Regions from separate parts of the Rattus norvegicus genome. Here region 1 is linked to region 2. A link is a contact called in public Hi-C data. All regions are on one chromosome and are shown on one strand. The core of a region is the stretch at or near the end of the contact, and the rest is flanking DNA. Distances in the headings are between cores, read along the strand shown.

The links. A called contact is a pair of places that touch in the nucleus more often than the background predicts.
Region 1: a contact with region 2 is called in a Hi-C map of Schwann cells, with 6 times the contacts expected there. The contact joins the promoter of Thoc2l here to the promoter of Zfp951 in region 2. A contact is called at or near these places in 7 of 12 Hi-C or Micro-C datasets (Schwann cells, frontal cortex, kidney and 3 more) and 1 of 1 datasets of contacts at active chromatin or transcription factors (oligodendrocytes).

The regions. Positions count from the first base shown.
Region 1 is chr14:5,537,968-5,541,496 of GRCr8, forward strand. It overlaps Thoc2l (THO complex subunit 2-like), which reads right to left and starts at 1,679. Exons shown (of 9, transcript NM_001379099.1): 1 at 1,462-1,679.
Region 2 is chr14:5,352,140-5,356,042 of GRCr8, forward strand. It overlaps Zfp951 (zinc finger protein 951), which reads right to left and starts at 1,319. Exons shown (of 4, transcript NM_001395603.1): 1 at 1,174-1,319. The coding sequence starts at 1,203.

The sequences.
Region 1 (3,529 bases), core at 429-2,928, 190 kb after region 2:
TGTATAAAACAGTCATCTTGTACCTAACCCTGGCACCTTTCTAATAATTTCATTCTCCAGGAAAGGTCCAGAAGTTTCTTAACGAGTACACTTTACAGTATCAAATTAGGTATCTGTTCAATATAGCATGGAGTTGTCGAATCCGTAACTATTCAAGCTTCTTTACTGTGGTTTGGTTTAATGGTTTAGAACTATGCTAAGTGATGAGAACCCCCTGTACTCCATATAGTACTTGATACACACATGCATGCCTCTCCATACTGGCAGTGGTGGGAATTAAACTTGGCCTACATGGTTTATTTTCACAATACCAGAATGCTTTATCTGGCTAACTATCCTTTTCTCTATTTTGTGATGTGCTTTCTTTTAATTTCTTTTGTGTTTTCATTTACATTTATGCCAGCAGTTCTCAACCTTCCTAATACTGTGACCCTTTAATACAGTTCCTCATGTTGACCCAAACAAAAAATTATTTTTGGTGTGACTGCAACTTTGCCTCCTGTTATTAACTGAAATGGAAATATGGTTTCCCATAGTCTTGCTCTTTGGAACTACAAAGCTGGCTGATATCAAAATGACTGTTAAGTATGAAGAAGCTATCATCCCAATTTTAGCTTGAAATAAAGCATGTGAATACTTATATGAGTCTTTAAGACTAAAACGTCTTCTGAAAGGCATCCAAAAGAATAACTTCTGTCAAATATTTGGGCATATCATGGAGACGAGCCTTCAAGTTTCTTTAAAGCATACTGTAGTGTTTTTAGTACTCTATAAACAATCAACGTTCTTGTCCAAGCACCTTGTCTAAGTTTCTTGAACCGGGGGAAGAATTAACAATAATATCCAGTGACAATTTAACACAGTTGATAATATTCTGATTTTGGTTATAAATATCATCCTGAAAAATAATCTCCTACTGGCTCTAAATGTCTGAGGGTAGATTCTGCGGGCAAACGTAGGGATGGCAAAACACACTTCTAAAATCCTGGCACCCTGTCCTTTTTCTTAATCTAATCGTACCCCCTCTCCCGTCCCCAGCACTTCCACAGCTTCAGAATATTGCAGAGAACTACTTATTACAACCGGATGAGGTATACTGGAGCCATTCCTGGTAATGCTTTCAACTCTTCACCCCTTTCGCTCCAGATCCTGAGTTTACTGCACCTGAGACACAGTTAATCTCTTCGAAGCTCGCGGTCCAGAAACCACCTACTGCTGGCCAGGCGGGCGTTTTGTGTGCCCTGTGAAGCTCACGGGAGCCACCAAACGTCGGGCTGAGGAAGCGCCTCGTGACACCAGAGCTCATTAATAGCCTGTTCGCTTCGAGAATGCTCCGGAAAGACTCGGGGGTCCGCAGCTTTCCCCTACGTGTGTCAGCACAGCCCGGCACGCCGAGCCGCCGCCGAGCCGGACAGAGGCCGCAGTCCGCCCGCTCGCCCGGGGGCCGCCATGCCGACTCACCGCTCGCGTTCGGCCGGTGTCGCCGTCCGCGGCCGCGTCAGCTCGTGCCTCCCCACTCCAGCCACCGGAAACCGCTTCCTCACCGCAGCTCGGGAAGGGTTTCGCTGCTCCGCGCCCTCCTGACCCAACTCGACAGGGACACCAACGATACACGGCCAACTTCACAGAACAGTGGAAAACGGGTCGGGATCTCCTCGGCGCTCGGTTGACGTCACTGCCGAGGGACAGCAGCGGTGCGGCGTGTCCTCTGCGCATGCGCGGCCGCACTTTGACGGCAGGCTGAGTGGGGGAAACTGAGGCCTTGAGTCATGACTGCACTTTTGTTAGAAAATACCTTGCTTAGGTGATTGTGTGCACTCGCAGTTTCATTTGAAAGTGAATGCTAAATCCAAATAATTCTGCGAGCTTTCTGAAATGGCGTGGTTCAACTGGTGGAAGATCTGGTGTGTTATGGTAAAAGTCAGTTTACGGCAAGTATGTTGAGTCTCAAGACTACAAAACAAGCCATGAGCTAGGGAAAGATGACTAAAATACCTGCTCACTATAGACACTGCTGTCAAAATCTGTTCCCAACAAAACCCTTAAGGTTATTCATAAAACTTTTTTTTTTATGCATCTTACAGAAACTTGGAAATATTTAATGGTTATTGGACATACTGTGGGAACTGGGATAATGCTAGTTGTGGGCTTGCTCCCCACCCACTATGAAAAGAGGCTACAATTCTTTTGTATTTCTAGATTAAAATTCTTTTTAATGTAAACAGGCATCGGGGTTTCAAATACAGTAAGAATTGAACTCGCATTTTGACATTATCTCCAAAAACTGCCATTTCTGTTATCTTATTATGTGGTGTATGTATAAAATCATTGCTCATGAGTATATAAATAACCATCTTGTCATAAAGCAACAGAAATACATAAAATCAAGTGAGATGTGTGTGTATGCATATATGTATCTCAAAAACATGACTTACTGGGATTTTTTTTTGTCTCAATAGTAAGTTCTAGACAGATAAAGACCCACATTTTAAAAAATCTTATCATGACCAGAATCTAGTACATTGCCTTGCACATAACAGCAGGTACTGTATAAGTGGCTTGGTCACTTTCCGGGCATTTATTTCTATTTAGATGCCTTTCCCCAACATGAAAATAATTCATGAACAACGATGGGATGATGTTCATTTTTATTCCTCCAGCAACCATTTCATGCCTGCAGCCTGGTGAGAGCTACACTTACCTGCAAATTTCATGATGTCGTTTTCCTCACAGACGGGTATTATCCCTTTGTGAGCCTGCACCACATCTGCATTGCTGCCCATCGCTTGCAGGCGTTTAGGGTGTTCACGCTTAGCTGCTGTGAATAGAGCAGCAAATGGACATTGCTAGGCAAGCATCGGTAGGAGGGTGTCCTTTGGCCATATGTGCAGGAGTGGAGCTGAGTCATGGCAGATTAACGTTTAGCTTTGTGAGCAATATGGAACACACATGGTTTCCTGTATATGGTCCCCAGTTGGTAGAACTTTCGGGAGGATTAGGAGTTGTTACCGCACACTGGGGTGATCTTTGAGGTGTCCGAAGCACACACCATTCCCAGTTAGCTGTCTGCCATGTTTACCAACCAGACAGAAGCTCTGAGCTACTGCTTCACCGCCATGCCTACCTGCTTGATGCCATACACCTCGCCGCGATGGTCATGGGCGCATCCTCTGTAGGCACCAATAAACTCTTTATAAGTTGCCGGGGTTGTGTTATCTATGCTACCGTAGCAGTAGAAACGTAACTAAGATAAGGGCTACTTTCCCCTCCACTGTACAGGCGACTGACTCACGCTGTACACAGGAAACAGGCCCACTCGTTTTCTGCATTGTGTCTTGGGGAAATGGAAGTACATGGATGTGAACCATGCGTGATTATGCCTATTACATATCCTAGGAAAATGCCTTCCGGTGTATCCCTGTGGGGTGTGCCTACTGATTTTCAGCTCTCAGGGTTACAAGTTTGTCCTCACATTATTGGAGGGTAGAGTCAATGAGTGTGCACTTTGCACCATGTCTCAGAGTCTCAG
Region 2 (3,903 bases), core at 69-2,568:
GGGGAACACCCTCACAGAAGGGGAAAAGGGAAGGTATAGGGGGTATGTGAACAGGAAACGTATAAACAGAATATTTGAAATGTAAATTAAAAATATCGAATGATAAAAAAGAATGTTGTTCCTTGTTCCTTTTTCCCAACTCTTTGATTACTTGTTTCTCTTTAGGGCAATTTCTTCTGTAGCTCAGGCTTGCCTCTTCCTTTGAACACCTAATTCTGCCTCCGCTGCCCAGTTCATGAGAGAGTCTTGACAAGCCTTCCAGGCTGAGCCCTGACTAGTCAGTAAGAAAAAGAGACAATGGAATGAATGTCTTCTCACCTCCCTGACTTTCTTAGGGAAAATATAAATAAAGAGGATTGCAGTATGAATTGATTTCACTGACAAACCTTGAAGCTGGTGTAACCACAAAGAAGGGAGAAGTAGGAAGGAAGGAACTATTTTGCTTTGACAGAAGTTTTCATTATCAGTCACTTCTGATGTAAGAAATGTTACATGATCAATATAAGGACAAACTAAAAATCTTTTTTTTACTGGGCATTTTTCCTATACATTTCAAATGTTTCTCCCTTTCCCACTTTCTGGTCTACAAAACCCCTATCTATCCCCCTCCCCCTTCTTCTAAAAGGGTGTTCCCCCTCCCCAATCACCCACTTCCTGCCTCCCCACCCTGACATTCCCCTACGCTGGTGGGTACAGCTTTGGCATGGGGTCCAGGTAACAACATTGCTTGACTCAGAAATAATTTTCTAAAAGGATAAACATGTGTCTGTTCAAAAATTATAAAATCGGGTTTTATTAGTTTGTTTTTAAAAAAACCTGAAATACTGGAAAAAAAAATCCTTTCAAACACCAAACGCATGACATTCCTTTTACAACCCAGACAAAATTAACTCCAAATGAACGCCAACCAAAATGTTAAATGGAATAGAATAACTTGTAAACTGTACTGGAGAAATTAAGACTGCCTGCCAGTGGTGTCCTGCCAATGGTGTCTCTATACACGAGCCCGTGCTCTAAGTGCTTGGTGGAGATTCAGCCCAGCCAATGAAATCTTTGAGATACCACTGCTAACTCCAGGCTAATAACAAGAGGGACCCCACACGTGGCTGCACCACCGTGCTTGCTTCCTCCCGCCCTTATCTACGACCCACTACAGCAGATCCCGCTCCTCACCTTTGTGAGCAGTGAGCATACACTGGCCATGTTGCAGCTTCAGACCTTGCCTAAATTCCCTCAGTACACAGCATGAGATTAAAGTACAGCACCGCAAATCGCTCTAACCACGCTCAAGAGCACGAACCCTGCAAAGGGATTCCCGGAAAAAACCTCCTCCTCTTCTGACTGACAAGTCCTCTTGGAGACCCTGATTGGCCAATACATCTGCCAGTCCCTGTCTGTGCTTCCGCTAGGCACTGCCTCTTGGAACACTAGAGCGGGGCGATCTATACTATGTTTTTTCTTGCCATTGCCTGGGCGATTCTGAACTTTAGGGAAATGCCAAGACCCAGTTTGAGGATGGAAAAGCAGTCCAAGAGGAGGGGTGAGGCTAGAGCACTTTTGGGTTCCTGGGTCAGGGACAAGGAAAGTGCCTCAGTGGTTCCGCGATTATTGTATATCAACGCACCACTGGGTGTCGCAGGAGAGCCAAGAACTGATTCACTTGTGCATGCCTTGGGCACTGAGGGAACAGGGAGTTCTGGCTCAGCTCAGCACAGATGGACCTTAGCTTGGCAGGGGCAGTCTGGAAGCACAGATAGGCCCTCGATGGGAGAGCTACGCTGAGGGTCTGTAGGCAAAGACCTTCTGCGTGGTACCAATGGCAGTGGTAGATGATTGACAGAGTCCATGGTTGTAAACTGTTTATTGACGGTTCCTGACAGAAAGTTCAAACCCTTTTCTCGGGGTCTGAACTGAGATAAAATAGCTTTTGCAGGAAGGAATGTCTGGGAATTCCAGCTTAACGGCTAGCCCTCAGGGCCTCTATTAGGATGAGGATCACTGTTCTGGGCCTACATGACCACAGGTCACATAGGTGGGAAGCATGCAAATGTTCCAGGCCAGGGGGCTAGTGGGCAGCAGGACGTCACGTAAGTCTCAGATGTGTGCCCACCTAGTCTCCTAAGTCTCAACCCACTCTACCATCCATGCTTCTGGGCCTGGTTTTATATCCCACATGCATCTTGAGTGTCATGAGCACCTCCATCAGCGTTAGGGTGTGCTGAAGCAACTCACCATAGTGGTTCCTGTTACGGGCTTTCATTCTAGGTGAACACCTTTTCCATATCTGCAAAGATATGGATTTTCATAGCAGTTTCCATAGCCAATTTCCAATAGCTTACATGTCTGACATCCCTGCCAGCCCTTGGGAGGTCTCACCACTCCAGCTCACCTCCGATTGGCTACCGGCTCCTCCCTTTTGTGGGCCATGACCTTGTGCTCACCAGGTCAGGACTTCTCTTCTGTCCTGTCCTTCCAGCACTGCACTCCGGAGATATTTCCCCTTACCCCTCCTACAATCAGGCATGTTCCTAAAGCTGCAGTGGAGGAAACAATCTGTCCCACAAGTCAAAGACGCCCAGAGTGTTGACAATTAAGGGAGACTTTAAGAAATGAGATTTTGGGTTCATGGCTAAATGCTTGTTTCAGGGATATTGCAGTTCCCTTTCACCTGGTAGGTGTGTGACAGCATTGGGAGAAAGACAGAAACAGAGGACAACCACTGTCGAGCTTTACTCATAGTCAGCACATTTTCATCAGCTGCAAGAAAACTAAACAAAACAAAAACACACGTGTAATAGTAAAACCCTCTAGGAGGACAGAACTGATATAATGGATCTCTCTACGTACGTCAAAGTTACATTTACTAGAGTGACTACTGTGGGTCAACTACGCCAAAATTAGCTATTTGTCAACAAGATGCTGAAGAATGGAGTAGCGGTTCAGTCCCTGTGGATGAATGTCTCAGTTGTTCCTCAGTGTATACCAGAATCCATATAGAAGAAAAACTTTACAAGTGTAAACAGTGTAACCAGTACTGCCAATCTTTGCACTCATCACAAAATCCATGCTGTAGAGAAACCTTAGGCATGAAAGAATGTGTGACCATCTTCACCACAATTCCCCTCATTGAAGACATGAGAAAATGCATGCAAGTGCGATGCTTGGAAAGAAACTAATAAATATGAAGGTTAATTAACTCTTCCGGGACTTACGAGAAAAAAATATCTCTTCAAACTGTATGAAGACTCTACAAACATTATGACCAAGTTTTTCTTTTTGAACTACCTGAAATGTCGAACCATGTAATCATAAACATGATATGAAGTTTTAACTAATTTTCTGCCAAACACTTCACTAAAGTGCTTATTGGAAAATAACGTGAGCATGCTGTACTGTTTCAGTTTCAACAATCAAAGTGTTGGCTACTTAACATGGAACAGAAGCTCCAAGATACTATGTCAATGTTAGATTGACACATAAGTGTTTACGCCAAGAAATGATTGTTCATCACCAGGGAGAGTGCAAACATCTTTTAAATCATGGCTTATATTTTTGACATACAGGATACTCTCTTCTCTGTGGTATGATTGTAAGTTTTGTAACCATTATAGCATTCACACTATTTTAGCTTCTTAAAGGACATGTACTAAAGACTGTTTGCAACCTCAAATTTATCTTTTCAGGCCCAATCGTCAATACGTGTATCTCAATGGCTCAGTTAACTTCTTGCTGCCTCTCCATGATGGAGCTCTGTATTATATGAGGATGGCATGAGGCAGTTTTTCTCTTTCATGAACCACAGTGCTTTAAGATCTGTTTCAAAGCTGCTTGGAAGCCAGTCTTCCTGTGGCAGGCTTTTTAACAAGATGTAGAAATCGAGCTCCTCACACACCCTGCCAGCCT